5 separate regions of the Mus musculus genome follow, and all the other regions are linked to region 3. The links are chromatin contacts, called in public promoter capture Hi-C maps. All regions are on one chromosome and are shown on one strand. Each heading gives the region's core, a stretch centred on a gene start, on an enhancer-like site or on the middle of the called end of the contact. The rest is flanking DNA. Distances are from core to core; before and after follow the strand shown. Region 1 holds the start of Dcaf17 (DDB1 and CUL4 associated factor 17). Region 2 holds the start of Nfe2l2 (nuclear factor, erythroid derived 2, like 2). Region 3 holds the start of Cir1 (corepressor interacting with RBPJ, 1). Region 4 holds the start of Hnrnpa3 (heterogeneous nuclear ribonucleoprotein A3). Region 5 holds the start of Gorasp2 (golgi reassembly stacking protein 2).

Region 1 (3,254 bases), core at 396-2,895, 2.3 Mb before region 3:
GAGTGGACGTGAAGGAGAAGCAAGTAAACAGTCTTCTCAAGCGCACAGAGTTTCCAGAGGTTAAGCATTCAGACCTGGGAGAAACTGGGGGGACTTTGGTCCAAACCAAGAAAGACAGCGCCATTACAGTAGAGCAGCAAGTGAGGGGCATGGCCCTCATGTCTGAATGGGTGGTCTGCATCCAGTTGTTGGGACTTAATATGTTAAAGTGAATGCGCGGAAGGTATGATCACAATATGCCCACTACTTGCTACTGTTTTTGTGGTAATAGTGGAGCATAGTGGCATCTTAGAAGTCATGTGAAAAACAAGCACAGAAACCAAAGCTCAGCCATGGTGGGAGAGCACAGAAAGACAAGAGCTGCGACAAGAAAGACAAAAAGGAAATGATGAGTGCAATTCAGCAATGATTTGCATTTCGCTTCAGCCAAAGAAAATCCAGCTATATTTTTCTGGGTTCCAGCATTTCAGTGACAGCTGCATTCATGAATGACCAAATTAACTATTGTGGAGCTTTCTAAAAATATACAAAGCACTCACTCCACCGTATGCTATAAGCAGGTCATGAAATATCAGGGGGGGAAAAAAAAAACCTCCAACAAAACAACCAAACAAACAAACAAAAAAGCCAGACCCCGAAGGAAATGCATCAAGGGTATAAGAGTTTTCCATTTAAAACAACAAAATGAAACGGCTAACGTTTGATCCAGCACATCCATCCTGTACTGTACTTCTGTCGATCAGAAAGCTGGTGTGCTTACTGACTTTTTCTTTAAGCACTTAAGATCACGGAGTGGCATGCCAAGTCTATTAAGTCTATGTGGGAGATGCAGACACCACACTAAAGGGGTTTACAATGAGGTTACGGGTCGCATTTGGTATACAGTTACGGAAATTTTTAGTATGTTAGTAATTTTGAACACGCAGGCTGAGCTAGTTCACAGAGAATGTTATTTTTTACTTAGAGAAGTCAACCTGGATTATCTTAGGCAGTTCAATAAGAATGCAAACATTTCATATTTTATTCCCTATAAGGGGGAAAAATGGAAGGAGGAAGAAAACACAGCAATTACCACAAAACCAGTCAGGGTCCCCGCTGGCCACACAAGGACGAGCCTTTGGGAAGGAGAAATTCAATCCTACTTTGATGGGAAAAACAGCAACTTTCACCACTAATTACCATACAAAAGCATAGTGGTTACACAACTAAATGTTGAAGTCAACCTCATCCACAACGTCCCAAGTGCGGCTGAGGGAAAGCCACGGGGCGTACCTTTGGAGGGTCCCACTGGCCACAACGCCCCTCTGGACGCGTGGCCAGAGCCTTGCAGGGCCAAAGGAGGGGTTGGCAGTCGTCCCACGACCAGGGCAGAAAGGGACTGCTTCCTGGGACACACAGGTGAAGCGACACCACCAGGTGGCTGCACAGCACCCACCAAAGCTATCCAGGTTTACCGCGTGCAGCCCGGAAGGCTACCCGACCCACTGCGCAGCCCTACGGCGCAGCCTATTAGGGCCAGGAGAGGCGGGCTAGGGGCAGGGAGGGGTGGGGCGGGGCCAGGCCAGCCCTCGCTCTGCCTGACGGGAATTGTAGTTCTGAAAAAGAAGCCATAGGGGCGGAAAAGGCCAAGGGGACTACATTTCCGGGAGAGGGAGTGGATACGGAGGGCCGCGAGGTGCAGCGTTAATCCCGAGAGCAGAAAGAAGGGCCAGGAAGGCGCCGTTGATTCTGTTCCTTTGCGTCAAATCCGTGTGTCGCTACCTCTTGATCTCTGCCCCGAGTCCCCAGCGCGGGGTCCCGCGTCAGCCTTCCTTTGAGGTTCGCAGGTGGCGGCTGCCACCCCTCGCGGAAGTGAGGGGCGCGCCCCTCCTGGGCCCTGCGGACCCCTAGTCTCCATGGGCCGGACCCGGAAGGCCAATGTGTGCCGCAGGCTGAGTCGCCGGGCTCTGGGCTTCTATGCACGCGACGCAGGCGTGGTGCAGAGGACGAACCTGGGCATCCTGCGGGCGCTGGTGTGCCAGGTGACGCCCGCCGAAGTCGGGGTGCCCGGGGTCCAACCTCCTGCCGGGCTGCAGTTTTTTACGCGCTCTGATACCCCTTTGAGGGTCTTACGTGGGGAGGGGCATCCGTGTCCCGCAATTAGGGTATTAGAAAATAGGTACTCAGGTCCGCCGCCTGGCGTAGTTTTTAAAAAGCTTCTTTTGCCTTCCTGCAAACAATCGATTCAAAACTTGGGCATCCAACTAAACCGACATCTATGGGCAGAGGGAGAAAAAAAAAAAAAAAAAAGGAGAAACAATGTACTTTAAAACTGTAGATTTCAACTACCCACCGAAAATGGTTCCATAGCAGGGGACTGAGTTCTTTCCTAAACTGAAATTCTTTGTGTCTTTCAGGAGAGTACTAAATTTAAGAATGTTTGGACAACTCATTCCAAGTCACCTATAGCCTATGAGAGAGGAAGAATATATTTTGACAATTACCGGTGCTGTGTCAGCAGGTAAATTCTTGGTGATGATTTTTTTTTTTTTTTGCTATAATCCACCTGACCCTAGTTTTTATAGAACCACGTGGCTTCTTTAGTACTTAGTGAAATTGGAAGATGAAAAAAAAAAAAAAAATGAGTCCATAATAAAACTAGGTGGAAAATGCATGTGATCTTAAAAACTCGTTAAGTCTAAAGTTTCGGACTTCATCTTTGTAAATACTTTTATTTCACACAAAATTATAGCACAGGCAAAATAATACGTTTCTCAGCACAGTTTGCTGTTTTATACCCATTTAAAGATCAGAGTCCAGAAAATGGGTTGTGAAATAATTAGATGCTGCTTAGGAGACAGGCATTTTGTTTTAGAAGTACTTTTTTTTTTTTCCCAAGAGAAAAAAAATGTTCAAACAAAAGTATAGTATTTGTAGATAAATAGTATTTAACAGCCAGCCTCCATCCATTCAAGGTCAGACTGAAGAGAACGACACAGTGAATTGATGCTTCCATGCCCGTCACCTGGATTAAGGGATTATGGAATTGCCGCTCTTTATCTTTCACTTTGCATCTGTAAGAATTATGGGCATTTTTCTGTGTGCCAAGCTTCAGTGGTGTTGTTCCTCCGGAGCAAATCACCTTGTTGAGATAGGTTCTCCTTTCACTGGACTGGGAAGCTAGAATACCTGTAGACAGCCTGGTCAGCAAGTGCTATGAATTTGCCTGTCTCCACCTCCACAACTCTAGGAAAACCATGAGTATTGGGGATCTA
Region 2 (3,277 bases), core at 568-3,067, 2.4 Mb after region 3:
TACAACCCCAATCATTTCGGGGCCAAGTTCAAGGGAGGGGTAGAATTAATGCACTGTCAGTAACTTAAAAACTGACACCAGGACCTTCCAGGTCAGCCGAAAGCTTTACATTTAAACTAACTTACTCTTTACCGAGTTATACATTCCCTGGAGTTAAATGGTTTCTTTTCCTAAAAATCCAATTCCGACTCTTTTGTGTGTGTGTGTGCGCGCGTGTGTGCCAACATAAGCATTTACTTCTTTAAAACTGCCTGAAGTATAACCAGAAACTGGTTTTCACTTACATAACAATCTTCAAAACTTAGCAAGAAAGTGTTATGAAACGCAAGCGTCCCATTCGCTGTCTTCAAAGTGCGCAACATGCTAAGAAAATTGAGGCAGAATCTCAAACAGCAAAGAAAAATGTATTAAGGACACAAGCGAGGGATAATAAATAAATGTCTAAAAGCAAAACTTCTGCAACAGTATAAAAAGCAACAAATTCTAATCTATTACTCTTACCCTTGACGGCAAGGACCAGAATATCCTGCCTTATACATTTTGGTATTACAACTCTGTAATGCTAAATCCAAAGACAAAGCCGCCCAGGGGAAAATAACAATTGCGCAACTGATCAACAGCTCCAACTTGTCCCTTGGCCCCAGAGCAGCGAGGTTTGCACGCTATAGAGCAGGAAAGGGCCAACCGAGGGCCTCTGTGACTGCCAACTGGCCGATGTAAGCCAGCCAGAAGCCACAGCCTCGCACACTACGTGGGGCCCCGCGGGTCACCATACTCAGAACACACAGCCCAGCATGGGGCCCACTCGGACCTCGGAGCCCGCCGCCCAGGTCTGCACGTCCTTGCGCCCGGCGCGAGGCCATTCCCGGGTTCCCAGGCTGAAGGAGCGTGCGGAGCCCTGCCGGCAGGCCGCCCGTCGGGGCGCCAGAGCACGAGGGCCACCCGGTGACTTTCTCCTCCGCCCCCGGAGGGCTGGGCTTTTCTGGATCAAGACGGACAGGCGTGATCTTACAGACCAGCTCTCGGGCTGAGGCCGTAGACGGCCGAGCTCACCAAGTCGTAGAACGGGGGTTGGGGAGGGCTTCGGGCGGACGCCGAGGAGAGACCTCAGCTCCCCCGAGCGCGGCCCCGTGACTAGGCACATTTTTACCGGCACCGAATCAGGGAAACTACGCTGCCCCGGAAAAGGCCGGGCGGCGCCGGTTTAGACCGCCAGCATCCACCCCCCTCCCGCCTCTGCGCCTCCCACCCAGCGAGGTGGTGGTGTCTCTGCCTGGCCCCACGAAGTCAGAGCTTCCTCCACACCCCAACCTCGCCGCCCCTGGAGACCTCAGGCTCGGACCCCACTCTCGTCGCGGCCCCAACATCCTCCGTTGCCCTCCCAGCTCGGCGGGGCAGTTCCCAGGCCCTGCCGTCGTAGTCCTGGCTCAGACTGTCCCTCCCTCCCGGAGCCACTATCCCCTCGAGCTCCTGCCGGCTTCTTGGCACAGCCCAGGGGCCCGAAGGTTGGGGCAGCACCTGCTGGGACTGTAGTCCTGGCGGTGGCAACTCCAAGTCCATCATGCTGAGGGCGGACGCTGTGGTAGGGCTCCCCGACGGCGAGGCTACTTGCAGCAGAGGTGAGGCGGCGGCAATGGCTAGTCCGAGCAGCGGAGAACTAGGAGATAGCCTGCTCGCTGGAGTGGCAGGCCAGCCTTAGTCCGCCCCGCCCCCGCCCCCTGGGGGCGGAACAAGGACCTAGGGACGGGACAAGAACTTAGAGGCGGAGAAAAGGCTAGGGCAAGAGGCAAGGGCCAGAGGCAGGACAAGGGCATGGAGGCGGGGTAAGGGGCGGGGCAAGAGCTTGGAATCGCGTACAGGGGCAGGGCAAGGACCCGAGGGCCCCCCGCAAAGGCCTAGGGCGGGGCAAGGGGAGGGGGGGACAAGACGGGGGCCAGTGGAAGGAGCAAGAGCCCGAGGGCGGGGCATGGACCTGAGTGCTTCCGGCCGGAGTTCCCGCGTTCCCCTCGACCCCCCACTGTTGATCCTCCTCTCGCTGTCCGGGGCATGGCGGAGTCAGGTGGGCTGAAGTCGCACGGGGGGCGGAGCGCGAGCAGGAGGCCTTCGGCCCCCCCAGTCCTCTGTAGGACAGCACCCCCTTGCTAGAGATTAGCAGCTGTTTGCCGAAGGTCGCTCCAGCCCTGGCTCTTTGAAGCAGTTTAAACAGTTGGTGCAAGCACACCGGGAGCCCCGGCCCGTGCGCTGCTATCGGAGCTGCCACTCCCTGATTTGGACCTGCAGAACCTTGCCCGCTTTATCTCGCTCCACCGGCTGACTGTGGCGCCAGTTTCGGGGTTAGGGCTCTGAGCTGGGACCCGGACTTTGCAAGAGGCCAACTGCCCTCTGGCCCCAGGTCCCATTCAGTTGCTGGTGCTCAAACACCTCTGCCCCAGGGAGATGGATGAGTCCACGCTGCAAACTCGTGCTCGCTTACTCGAAGGCCCTCCACTTCTCCCACGTGCCCTGGGCTCGGGGCCCAAGCGGTCACTCAGTATCACTTCATCCACCCAGAGCCCAGCAAGCGGGCACAGCTCTAACAGAATCACCGAAGTGGATTCTAAGACTCTCAGGGTTCCTTTACACGTACTTACTCTATTTGGGAATTTTGAGGTATGATCTCATAAGGCCCCACCTCTCAAGCTGTTTTTAGAGCAGCGTTTCTCAACCGTCGTAATGCAGCGACCCTTTAATATAGTTCGTGTTGTGGTGACCTCCAACTAGAAAAGTATTTTTGCTGCTACTTCATAACTAATTTTGTTGCTATAAATTGTAATGTAAGTATCGGATGTGCAAAATATCTGAGATGCTTGGGGTGGCTCTCCACAGGCTGAGAACTGTACCATAGACTCTGCCACTTGGGTTTGGTGGTGGTGGTGGTGGTAGTGACTGTTTTCACAACGTTCATTCCCAAACATACTTCTTTAACTGCCCCCGAAAAAAAATCCAATTTCTAAAATAGTTATATGGGCTTAGAAAAAAAATCGAGGGATGTTTTAATGTGTTAATAGTTGAAAACCCAGAGTATTTTTATCTTTCTCTTTGTTGTTTTAAGTATGTTTGAACACAAATATCTTCTTTTGAATTTTTTTTTTTTTTTTTGGTTTTTTAAGACAGGGTTTTTCTGTGTAGCCCTGGCTGTCCTGACACTCACTCTGTAGACCAGGCTGGCCTAGAACTCAGAAATCTGCCTGCCTCTGCCTCCCAAGTGCTGGGGCTAAAGGTTTGCGCCACCACTGCC
Region 3 (3,529 bases), core at 594-3,093:
GAGGAACTCCTGTCTTCTTTTCATGAAGGCTAGGATTACCAAGGGATGGTGGATCCAAACTCTGATCCTTACACTTGTGCAACAAGTGTTTTAGCCACTAGCAATTTTGACAGCCCTCCAGCCCACTTGTCTTCTATAATGAAACACATCTAATACACTGAAATGAAAAGATGCTCACAGCACTTAGAAGAGAAGACGGGTGTCTTGGACCTGAGCATTGTGGATAGAGTTCCCTGGCTTCTTCCAGGATGGCACCTGCCCTTTAGCTGTTTTCACTGTGTTTAGCTGAGTGTGTTGGCCCATGTCCATAATCCTAGAACTCAAGAGGCTGAGGTAGGACTACTAAGTATTCCAGACCAGTCAGAACTACACAGTAAGACCCCAACCAAAACAGAAAAATTACCGTGTATCTCAAGCTTTAGACTGTACAGTTATTTTCATTAGTCTCGACTGCTCAAGACTCAATTCCAGTAACTGAATTAAAAATAAGATGCAGCTCCATTGTCAAAGTGCTCACAATGCTTCTCCTGCATATTATAAACTACTTTATGACCTAGGAGAAGTGGTAGTTGATTGCAGTGGCTTCCACCTGTAATCCCAGCATGCGGGGGTGGGGGTTGGGGGTGGGGGCAGGGGGTTGGAGGCAGAAGGACAAGGAGTTCAGGGCTATCCTCCCTAGACAGCAAGTTTGAAGCCAGCTTAGACTGCAGGAGATCCCACCTCAAATAGAGGCTATGAAACACATAAAGAAATACACTCGTGGGGATTAGGAGTACTACAAAATAAACAGAACAAGACTTTTGGGGTCAAGGAGTAAGGCTGAGATCTGGCAAGCCCTCCCCACTCCCAAGGGACTTAAAAACCTAAGTAACTATATTTGCAGATAACCAGTGTTAGCATTTCTTGCACTTTCTTCCACAGATATCCTAATGTACATGCATGCTAATATATACATTCTTTAGATGTATGGTAATATACAGGACCCACAACTGGTTTGGAAACAAAAGCGAAATATATTCTCATAAGTTTGTGTACTTTTGAGTACTTGAGTACTTTTCTTAACACACAGTGCTAAGCCTTCATTTCGAGTTTCTAGTCATTGGCCATACTATCTCATCTAATCTCCCTAAAATTTTTACAAACTAGGGCAACTGACACTGATAATTCTTGATCAACAGTGTACGAGGCTAATGCTCACATCATTGACTATTTTGTGCGAGGCCTCAGGGCTACATGTAACTGTACTGAACTAAGAATCCAAAGCCCAAGCACTCTCCCGTCGCCATTCTTTGGCGCTGTAATTCTCGCCACGGCCCTTCTGTGTCCAGCAACTGGTTGCCCTGTGATTGTTTAAAACGCTCAACTTGAACGCAGCCATCAGAAACACACTACGGGATGGAGAGTGAGCAGAGGGAGGATTTCTGCCAGAAGATCTCCGTTAAGCAGGAGTCTCGACCCAGAGCAGAGTTCACCGGCTTGGGGCTGTAGGAGACGGATCCTGAACGGACAGTGTTATCAAACCATGCGTGGGTCTCCCCACTGACTGACAGGCGGGACTTGGGGGATCATTCCTGCAAGGGGGAAAGATCGACGACTCCAGCCGTGAGGAGGATACGACCCTCCCAGGGAGCTTAGCAATCTCTGCCCTCTCCGGATGCCTTTACTCACCTTCTTGATGTTGGATTTGGACGCAGGATGGAAGTCCTTCTTACACATGAAATTGGCGAATGACTTCCCCATCTTGGCGTCTGAGTCGGAGAAGCCAACCGCTAGGTCTTCTCGGAACGTAAACAAACTCCCGGAGCTTCACCGGAACTGCTAGGCAAGTTTGGGCGAGAACTTCCGAGGTCGGGAGGATGACTACTTCCGTGGTTTGACGCTTGGCACCGCCCCTCTTGCTCTCTTCCGGCAGTCGCTTCTGGTGGCTGCCGCGGCTTTGGCGGCGTCCGCGCGTGCGCAGCAGAGGTAAGCTTGGGGAACCCCCTGTGCGCGATGCTCGCTCTCTGCGGGGTCGCGAGCGGCGGCGGGCTCTGCTGCGTCAGCTTCGATCCGAGCGCGGTCAGCCCGAACAAGCGAGGTCTCGAGGTTCGAGCCCAGCACTTTCTGGCAACGCCGACTCCAGTTGCAAAAAAATTTTCTTTTGCCGCGCAGTTCCCATGTAGATTAAGTTGTCTCCCGGCAACTGTAGGACGTTTGTGAGCCTCGGAAGATTGGTGTTACCAAAAGCACGGGAATAGACTGTTAGAAGCTCAAGAACCTAGGCTCTTCCTTTCCAATTACTGTTAAGGTTTAATAATAATTATAATAATAATAATAATATTATTATTATTATTATTATCATTATGTATACCTCGCCATGTAGCATTGGTTGCCCTTGAACTAACAGATCCGTCTGCCTTTGCCTTCCCAGGCCTGGGATTAAAGGCCTGCGCCACTACACCCAGCTCCCTTCCGTTATTTCTAGCCATGCAGAAGTTTGCTCAGCAAACATCGTGAATGATGAGAACATGTTAGGGCCAACGACTTTCTCCCTGGGTGCGGGTTTCTTAGCTGTTGCCGCCATCCCAGTTTCGGGTAAGCAAGGCTTAGTCCACTGAGGATAGTCACTTAGTCTGGTGAGGATAAGAATGCCAAGGTACAACGGATGTCAGCTTTCATTTGGGTGTTGGCTGTGTGCCAGTTTTTTGTTTTTTTATCTTGTGTTATTCGTGGCGCGGTCCACGTAACGCTCAATCTTCAATTACAGGCATGCACCACCAAGCTGGGTTTTCACCTTCTAGGTGGTGTTTTAATAATTATTTACTTATTTATTTTAATACTGACGGGCCTGGAAAAAAGGAGAATTAATAGCCTGCCTAAATTATGTGTTGGAGTAGCTAACTTTGGAGCACAGTAAGCAGGAGATCAAGAAATTTAGAGGGGCGACACAAAAGAAAAACTGGTACGTCTTCCCATCTTTGAGATGGAGAAGACCCTTTACTTGTTCCATGGTGAACTTGTTTCTTGAGTCATTTTGAGACATAGGCTAGCTTTAAACTCTAGCTCATCCTGCCGAGTCCTGAGATTGCAGGTGGGCTATCATATCCTGCTTTGCTTTCCTTTCAATAAAACATTTATTGTATTTATATTTTTTATTTTGTTTTAAAATATTTAGGATGCTCCCATATAAAACTATGCTAAGAATTGGTTCTTCCTGTTTGTTTTTTTTCAGGGTTTCTCTGTGTAGCTCTGGGTGTCCTGGAACTCACTCTGTAGGCCAGGGTGGTCTGGAACTCAGAGATCTGCCTCTGCTTCCCAAGTGCTGGGATCAAAGGTGTGCACCACCACCCCCAGCATGATTTGGTTCTTATAAAAGAAGGGAACTGGGTTAGAGAGAGAGAACAATGGTTAAGATAGCTCAGTGCTTTCCCTGAAGACTTGAGTTCCGTTCCTAACACACAAGGTGGCCGTGCACGAAGCCTTACAACCTCTAACTCCAGCTCCAGGGGATTTGAGGCCCACTTCTAGCTTTCTCGGGCATCCCCATTCT
Region 4 (3,304 bases), core at 97-2,596, 2.3 Mb after region 3:
GTTGTTATTGTGAGAAGGCTAGGCTAAGTCCACGACAGGCTTCAAATTAGCAGCTAAGGAGACGAGGTCTAAAAACCCAGGCTTCAGGCAGCTAATTAGAAACTGCCCCACCACCTGGCCTGAAACAAGGACAATGGGTCAGCAGTTCCCAGCCAGCCCCCACGCCCCAGTAATGGAATGTCCTTCGAGATAGCATAAGACACAGCCTACCACCCCCCACCCCAGATTCCTCAGCCAGTTTCCAGGCACCATACCCTAGTATGGTTCTGGAATACCTAGAGACAGAGTAAGACAAAGCCCACCTACCCCAGGATTCCACTAAGGTGCTTTAAATTGGTCCTGCGGGCTCACTTCAGGCTCTATCTTGGTAACGGGAGACCCCAGCATGCTGGACTTCTACAGAATAAAAACAGTGTTTGCGTTTACATACTATTAGAATCCGGGGTATCATTCTTCGTTACAGTGGGTGTTTCGAGACTACCTAATCCTATGTTTGCTTTTATTTGATTAAAAACCCAAATCGTTCCAAATCCCTTTGCTAAGCAAATAAACGATTCGACTTATTTCGTTCATATACTGCACACTAAAACTCGAAACTGATGACCACTTTAAATAAGAAACAAATCTCTAGCCAACAGGTAGAGGGCCTATATGGCCAGAAGCCTTTTGGAAACGTTGGAAATCGTTCCATTCTCTCAATTCTATACCCAAGTGGCTCTGCTTCTTCCTCCCAGACTGTCTTAATTTGTAAATGTGCAAGCTGCTAAGGTGAAAACCGCAGTAACTCAGCCGCGTTTTGCGGTCCGTGAGACGTGCCCCGACTGCGACTTGCAGTGTGGGTCTCCCAGGAAGGCGGCGCAGTCACATTTTTCCAAACCTGGGCTCTCGACATTTAGAAAGCCGCGAGGGAGGCGAAGATGGTCAACTGGCTTTCTTACAACCTTAAGTCTCAAGTCAGAAAAGCGTGACTTTCCATTTGGCTCTGGAATGGAGGTGAACTCGGAAATGGAGACCCGCAGGCGCGCGGGGGAGGGGCGAGAGGGGCCAGAAGAAAGGGAAAGGCCTTTCTCTAAGCTGACGCGCGGTCACGCGGCTTTCTCCCGACGTGGGCTCTCGCCATTGGTCGAGCTGCCGCTGACGTAAGCGTCGCTGCCGGGCGCGAACCGCGGCGAAGGCGGCGCTGCGTTGGAAGTTGGCGAGGCGCGCGCGCTCCCGCCGGCGGCCCAATCCCCGCTCTCCACCCTCGGCCCGCCAACGCGGTGGACCAGTCGCGCTCCGCTTTCTCATGACTCCGCCCCCAGTGGGCGGGCGGCGCGCGGATAGCACATCACGTGGTGACTGGCCCCGCCTCTTCCTCTCGGTCCCATATTGAACTCGAGTTGGAAGAGGCGAGTCCGGTCTCAAAATGGAGGTAAAACCGCCGCCCGGTCGCCCCCAGCCTGACTCCGGCCGTCGCCGCCGCCGCCGGGGGGAGGAGGTATTAGGGGGAGAGCGGGGGGTTGCTGGGTAGTTGCCGGCATGGGGGGGCTTTGGCTCGATGGGAGTGGGGAGGCCGGGGAGACCGGGACGATCGTCCCGCGCTTTGCGCTGAGGGCGGTGGGAGGGGGAGGGGAGCGGGCCGGGTGGCCTCCTCCGGGCCCTCCGTCGGCCTGGTCCTCTCGGTCGGCCGCACCGGCAGCCCTCGAAGACGCGGCGGGGCCGGGGAGTGGCTCGGCAGCCGGGCGAGGATGCCCTCGGGCTGCGCGGCCTGACTTAGCGAGGCCGCGGGCGGCATGGCGGGCCTCCGCGGGAGCGGTTGGGAGGAGGCGGTGGGGGAGGGGAGGAGCACATCCGGGCGAGCGAGCAGGCGGGCGGCGGCCGCATTGACATTGATCCGCCGCCGCCGCGTTACGAAATGGCGCAGTGGCCCGCAATGGCCGCCGCCTGGCTACGCCGCCAAGAAGGAGTGCGCGGGGATTGGAGGGGACGGCGGGAGGCGGCCCGGCGTTTCTGCCGCAGATGGCCTCCAGGCTCCGGGCGCGGTGCTTTCCGCTGGGGTGCTCCCGACGTGGATCTAGGCCTTGGCGGGCCTTCTGGGTGATGACAATCCGCGCAATACTCGGGCCGGATTTTCTCAGCGCTCATTTGGGGATACATTACTGAAAAGCTTGCTGCTTTAAGGTGCTTCCTAACCCGCTGCTTGTGCTCAAGTATTTGGAATGAGAGTATTTACAGCGTCCTGTGGTTGAAGTCTTAACCATTTCGGGGGTTTGAGTGTAGATGTGTTTACTTGGAGCTTAATATTTTTATTGATCTAATTTCTCATACTTCGGATTGGCCCGGATTTTGGTTTTCCTGGATTTTGGTTTTAGAGAACTGCGACCACACTAGAAAATACCACGATTACGAGAATTTTGTGTGTATAGAGATGCTTTTTGTGTATTGTCAAATTCATTTATGCGAGGCTTGAATAAAGGGGTTTTACGTGAATTTGGGTAGTTGGGTTTCTGGTATGTGGCTGTCTGCATATTGAATGTTCTAACTAATATTTCCAGAAGATGGAAGAAAGTGAGCCCCCTTTAAGGGCTTGTGTTGAATTGTCTTAATGCGTTCATTAAAAGCGGTTCACTCGAAAGTAAAATCTTCAAAAAGAAAACCACAGGCTAGATATTTTCTAAGTCTCTCAGTTACGGTTTTGTTTCTAATTCCTCTGGTCAGGCGGTATATGCTATACCTTGTAAATCCAAATTACACGCTTGTGAATGTAAGGATCGCATTCGAAATAACTTGAAACTATATGATGTAAGTGGGTATAACCAAGGTAAATTGATTACAGAAAGCTAAGTAGTGGAACCAGGTGTGAATGGTGCGTGCACACCTGTTACCCTAGTATTTGAAAGGCTAAGGTAGGACTGCCTCAAGTTCAAGGCTAGCTTAGCCTGCCTTTCCTTGAGAGCCAGCCTCAAAACCCTCACCCACCCTTTTAACCCCCACAAGGTATCACGGGGTTAAGTCTTGGCTGTGTTTTGTGGGATATGCCTAATTTGCTTGGGAATGTCTTTTAATAACTGAAATGTTATTAGCTGGAAATGTGAATTTCTCTTAATTTCCCGTTGTAAGCTTCTAAGTTGCATTTCATAGATCATGTTTTAAAATTACAGGTTTGTTGGTGTTGCAGACTGAGGACAGTGGAGATGGCACGGGCAGTCTTTGGGGTTTATTTTTCTAGTGAATGATTTGTTAGAAACATCTGAAATACTCTAGACTTTTTAGTTGTAGCTTAAAGTTTAAAAAATCTGGGACTGTTTGGGGGTTCAGTTTAATG
Region 5 (3,219 bases), core at 194-2,693, 2.7 Mb before region 3:
CAGAAGGCTGAGGCAGGAGAGTCACTGGGAATCAGGGATTTAAGACTAGTCAGGAGAACACAGCAAGATCCCAGCTCTCTCTCTCTCTCTCTCTCTCTCTCTCTCTCTCTCTCTCTCTCTGTGTGTGTGTGTGTGTGTGTGTGTGTGTGTGTGTGTGTCTACACTGAGGCTGGAAGAGGGTGCTAGATCCCTTCGAGCTGAAGCTATAAGCATTATAGACAGTCTATTGTCGGTGCTGGGATCTGAATTCCCATTGACATGACTGAGCAGCCAACACTTTTAACCCGTAAGCCTCCTTCCTCTTCAGCCCTAGGAATTTTTTCAGATTGGCCTTCTGTTAGCTTTTTGTCAATGACAAAAAAACGACTTAAAGGAGAAAGAAAGATTTGTTTGGCTTGTAGTTTCAGTCCATAGCTGTTGGCTCCATTATTTTGGCAAAGCTGTTCATCTCGGGGCAGCTGTGAGGCAAAGAGAGAAAGTAAGCGGCAGGGTTCTACTCCCTACTTTAAGGACAGACTCCAACTTCCTTCTACAAGGTCCATCCCTTCAAGGTTCCTCCACCTCCACAGGCTAGGGACTATGAAACCTCTGGGCTTCACTCCAGATCCCAATGCAAGCTCTTCCTGGTATTTCTTAGTTTTGTCTATGGGTATCTCTTTCAGTCCAGTCTTCTTAATTTCATATGATTCTGATTCCATATGGCGAACTGGTCAGCTGTCGGGAAGAAAGGTCCCCGTACTGTATTCCCCTGGCTCTTTAGAGCACCACTCATTTGCTCCTCTACCTATCCTTTAAACTAGACTATCTAACTGGTGGCGTGTTGGGTTAACTATGAAAAACCATTTGGGACTAGAATACTTCAGAACCCTTAATAATAGCTCACACTGCAAAACACCAAAGACAGTCAACACCTGGATGGGACACCATTACTGAAAGTCAAACTATAGCATGGGGAGGAGACGGGGCAGGGAACACTGAGAGGGGTGCAGTGGGGCAACAGGCAAAATTCCAAGGAAATCCAACCCCTGCCCCTCGCTCCTGCGTAGCTCCGTAGTGTTCTATCAGGACGAGAAGAAAAACAACAAAACAGTAACCGCTTTTATTTCAGGGAACACTGCTCTTTATAAACGTGAGCTGAGAATACCTGATATTCCAACCCCAGAAAGGCACTGTGAACTATCCTCAGGTATACAATCTTATTAAACAAGACCTAAAACAAAGCAAGCGCCAGGCGTGCTCGGCATCTGCTCCCTTCCTCTCTGGCCTCTGGTCACCAGGAGGCGCTGCGACCAAATACCCTTCTGCGAAGGTAGAAACGCGCCGAGATAAGTCTTGTCTGCTCCGGGGCCCCGTAGCGAGCCGTCGCGTTCCGGGCTGTCTTTCCGCTTTCTCGCGCTCCCTGCCTCCGCCCGCTGCGCTCTTCCGATCGTTCCCTCCGGCTCCCGTCAGGGGGCGCTGTCTGCGGCGTGGCAGCGGCCGTGGCTGCCGGGCGACGATCTCCCGGCGGGCTGTGCGGCCCGGCTCGGGCTGCTGCAAGTGCCACGTCCCAAGAGCTACGCGGAGTCGCCAAGCGGGCGGTGCGCGAGGCGGAGCAGCGCTGAGCCGGCCGGGTCGTACGGATCGCCCGCCGCCATGGGCTCCTCGCAGAGCGTCGAGATCCCGGGCGGCGGCACCGAGGGCTACCACGTTTTGCGGGTAAGGCCCGGGGGGACGCCGGGGCGGCCAGGCCCGAGTCCGCGGAGCACCCTGGGCGCGGCTGCCGGCGACGTGGCCCGGGACCCACCACCCTGGCTCCTGGCCCTCCGCACGGCCTCGCCGCGCACTGGCCTGAGCTTCAGAGTTAGGAAGAGCAAGGGGCGCCGCCTCCAGAAGGAGCCGGAACCCGTACCTGTGTTCTCGGGGAGGGTGACGGAGCCACAGGCTAAGCGGAGATGTCACGACCGGTGTCGGTTCATCTCGGCTACCCCTGGATGCTTGCAAGGGCCACCTGGACAGGGAAAGGAGCACGAACGGCCTCGGGCTAGATTTGACAGACTTAAATTTAGTTGATTTTTGATAGGACTTTTCCGTTCCGGGTCGCTCCTGACCCTTCCAGATCTCTCCAACATTTCCTGGAGGAGAGGAACTTCCGTTCTTCTTTCTAAGATGAAATAGTCGGGGAGATTGAGGTTTAGGTCCGCGGAGGAGAGTTTCCAAAATAGCCAGGCTTGATGAGGAAACGCAGCGCCAGACACCAGGGGTCAAAGACACATCCGCCTGTGAACGGTCCTTTCCTCGTGGAACCAGGAATGTGGTGACACCTGTGTGAGTGCTAACATGGGCTGTGAACAGAGTGGCCTCAGTCTGCATCGCCATTTAGGGACAATCTTCTCTGAGAGTGTGCTTGCTTACCTTCATTTTCTGCCCTGGGTCGCATGTTCTGAATGAGATAACGTTTTAAAATAGCCCAGATACCTGAACGATAGGACTGTGATTGGTCACCTGGTTGTCGGGATTGTGGTTGTCTCTCCATTCCACTCAAAAGAGACTTTTGAAGCCCTTGTTTTTCCAGGGTGTTTCTTCATATGCCATATTACTTTCCTATTTCCTTCAGCTAACCAAACTCCTAAATCCCACACTAATAGGAAACACAGGAGAAAGAACTGCTTCATCCCGGGTTCGTAGGAAAATTAATGGCGATGCTTTTTCATCTGGTCTGATTCTGAGTTGACTCATGTGAGGTGTATTATCCTGTTACTTGCAGATTCTGAGTGTGGCCATGAACCCTTAGGGAGCTGCAGTATTTTTATTATAATAAACACCCAGGGAAACCTAGTAAGACACATTAGTGTTAATGAGTAGGAAAAAAAAATAGTCTTTAGGGTCTTAGATGGATCTTCATGTCAACAGAACTTCAGTTTAATGAGCTCATTCCTATGGAAGACAGTTGAAGTATGTCGTCTTCATAGGTGTGCTTCGGAGGATTTCTGAGTGCACACATAGTTAGTACAGGTGTGTTATTACTCTCTTCCTTGAGCTTTAGAAATAGTAGGGGCAGCCCCAGTTACCAGTCTGCATCTGGAGCACAAATGTTACAAAATATGAAATCATTGTATAGAGGGTATAAACCAAGGGAGCTTTAGTGATTATGTCATGAAAGCAAATGTTTTTAAGTTTTTAACCCTCTCTCTCCCTGATTTTGCCACTCATTGCCTTACCTCTGTTTTCAGAGAGAAAAAA

What was found. Promoter capture Hi-C pulls out the DNA fragments that hold promoters and counts their contacts. Capture Hi-C pulls out chosen DNA fragments and counts their contacts.
Region 1: a contact with region 3 is called in a promoter capture Hi-C map of liver, with 4 times the contacts expected there. The contact joins the promoter of Dcaf17 here to the promoter of Cir1 in region 3. A contact is called at or near these places in 3 of 39 promoter capture datasets (liver and pre-B cells).
Region 2: a promoter capture Hi-C map of pre-B cells shows a contact between it and region 3, with 4 times the contacts expected there. The contact joins the promoter of Nfe2l2 here to the promoter of Cir1 in region 3. A contact is called at or near these places in 1 of 39 promoter capture datasets (pre-B cells) and 1 of 115 datasets of contacts at active chromatin or transcription factors (astrocytes).
Region 4: a promoter capture Hi-C map of adipose tissue shows a contact between it and region 3, with 2.7 times the contacts expected there. The contact joins the promoter of Hnrnpa3 here to the promoter of Cir1 in region 3. A contact is called at or near these places in 1 of 39 promoter capture datasets (pre-B cells) and 2 of 9 other capture datasets (adipose tissue and liver).
Region 5: a promoter capture Hi-C map of liver shows a contact between it and region 3, with 3 times the contacts expected there. The contact joins the promoter of Gorasp2 here to the promoter of Cir1 in region 3. A contact is called at or near these places in 1 of 39 promoter capture datasets (liver), 1 of 484 Hi-C or Micro-C datasets (CD4 T cells), 1 of 115 datasets of contacts at active chromatin or transcription factors (astrocytes) and 1 of 9 other capture datasets (liver).

The regions. Positions count from the first base shown.
Region 1 is chr2:71,054,099-71,057,352 of GRCm38.p6, forward strand. It overlaps Dcaf17 (DDB1 and CUL4 associated factor 17), which reads left to right and starts at 1,646. Exons shown (of 14, transcript NM_001165980.1): 1 at 1,646-2,021; 2 at 2,397-2,500. The coding sequence starts at 1,896. It overlaps Mettl8 (methyltransferase like 8), which reads right to left and starts at 1,508. Exons shown (of 10, transcript NM_145524.3): 1 at 1,273-1,508.
Region 2 is chr2:75,702,846-75,706,122 of GRCm38.p6, forward strand. Nfe2l2 (nuclear factor, erythroid derived 2, like 2) reads right to left here and starts at 1,818. Exons shown (of 5, transcript NM_010902.4): 1 at 1,519-1,818. The coding sequence starts at 1,563.
Region 3 is chr2:73,310,749-73,314,277 of GRCm38.p6, forward strand. It overlaps Cir1 (corepressor interacting with RBPJ, 1), which reads right to left and starts at 1,844. Exons shown (of 10, transcript NM_025854.3): 1 at 1,669-1,844. The coding sequence starts at 1,740. Scrn3 (secernin 3) reads left to right here and starts at 1,904. Exons shown (of 8, transcript NM_029022.1): 1 at 1,904-1,965.
Region 4 is chr2:75,657,913-75,661,216 of GRCm38.p6, forward strand. Hnrnpa3 (heterogeneous nuclear ribonucleoprotein A3) reads left to right here and starts at 1,347. Exons shown (of 11, transcript NM_053263.1): 1 at 1,347-1,411. The coding sequence starts at 1,406. It overlaps Gm39859 (predicted gene, 39859), which reads right to left and starts at 1,025. Exons shown (of 3, transcript NR_166143.1): 1 at 878-1,025; 2 at 307-396.
Region 5 is chr2:70,660,066-70,663,284 of GRCm38.p6, forward strand. Gorasp2 (golgi reassembly stacking protein 2) reads left to right here and starts at 1,444. Exons shown (of 10, transcript NM_027352.4): 1 at 1,444-1,695. The coding sequence starts at 1,633.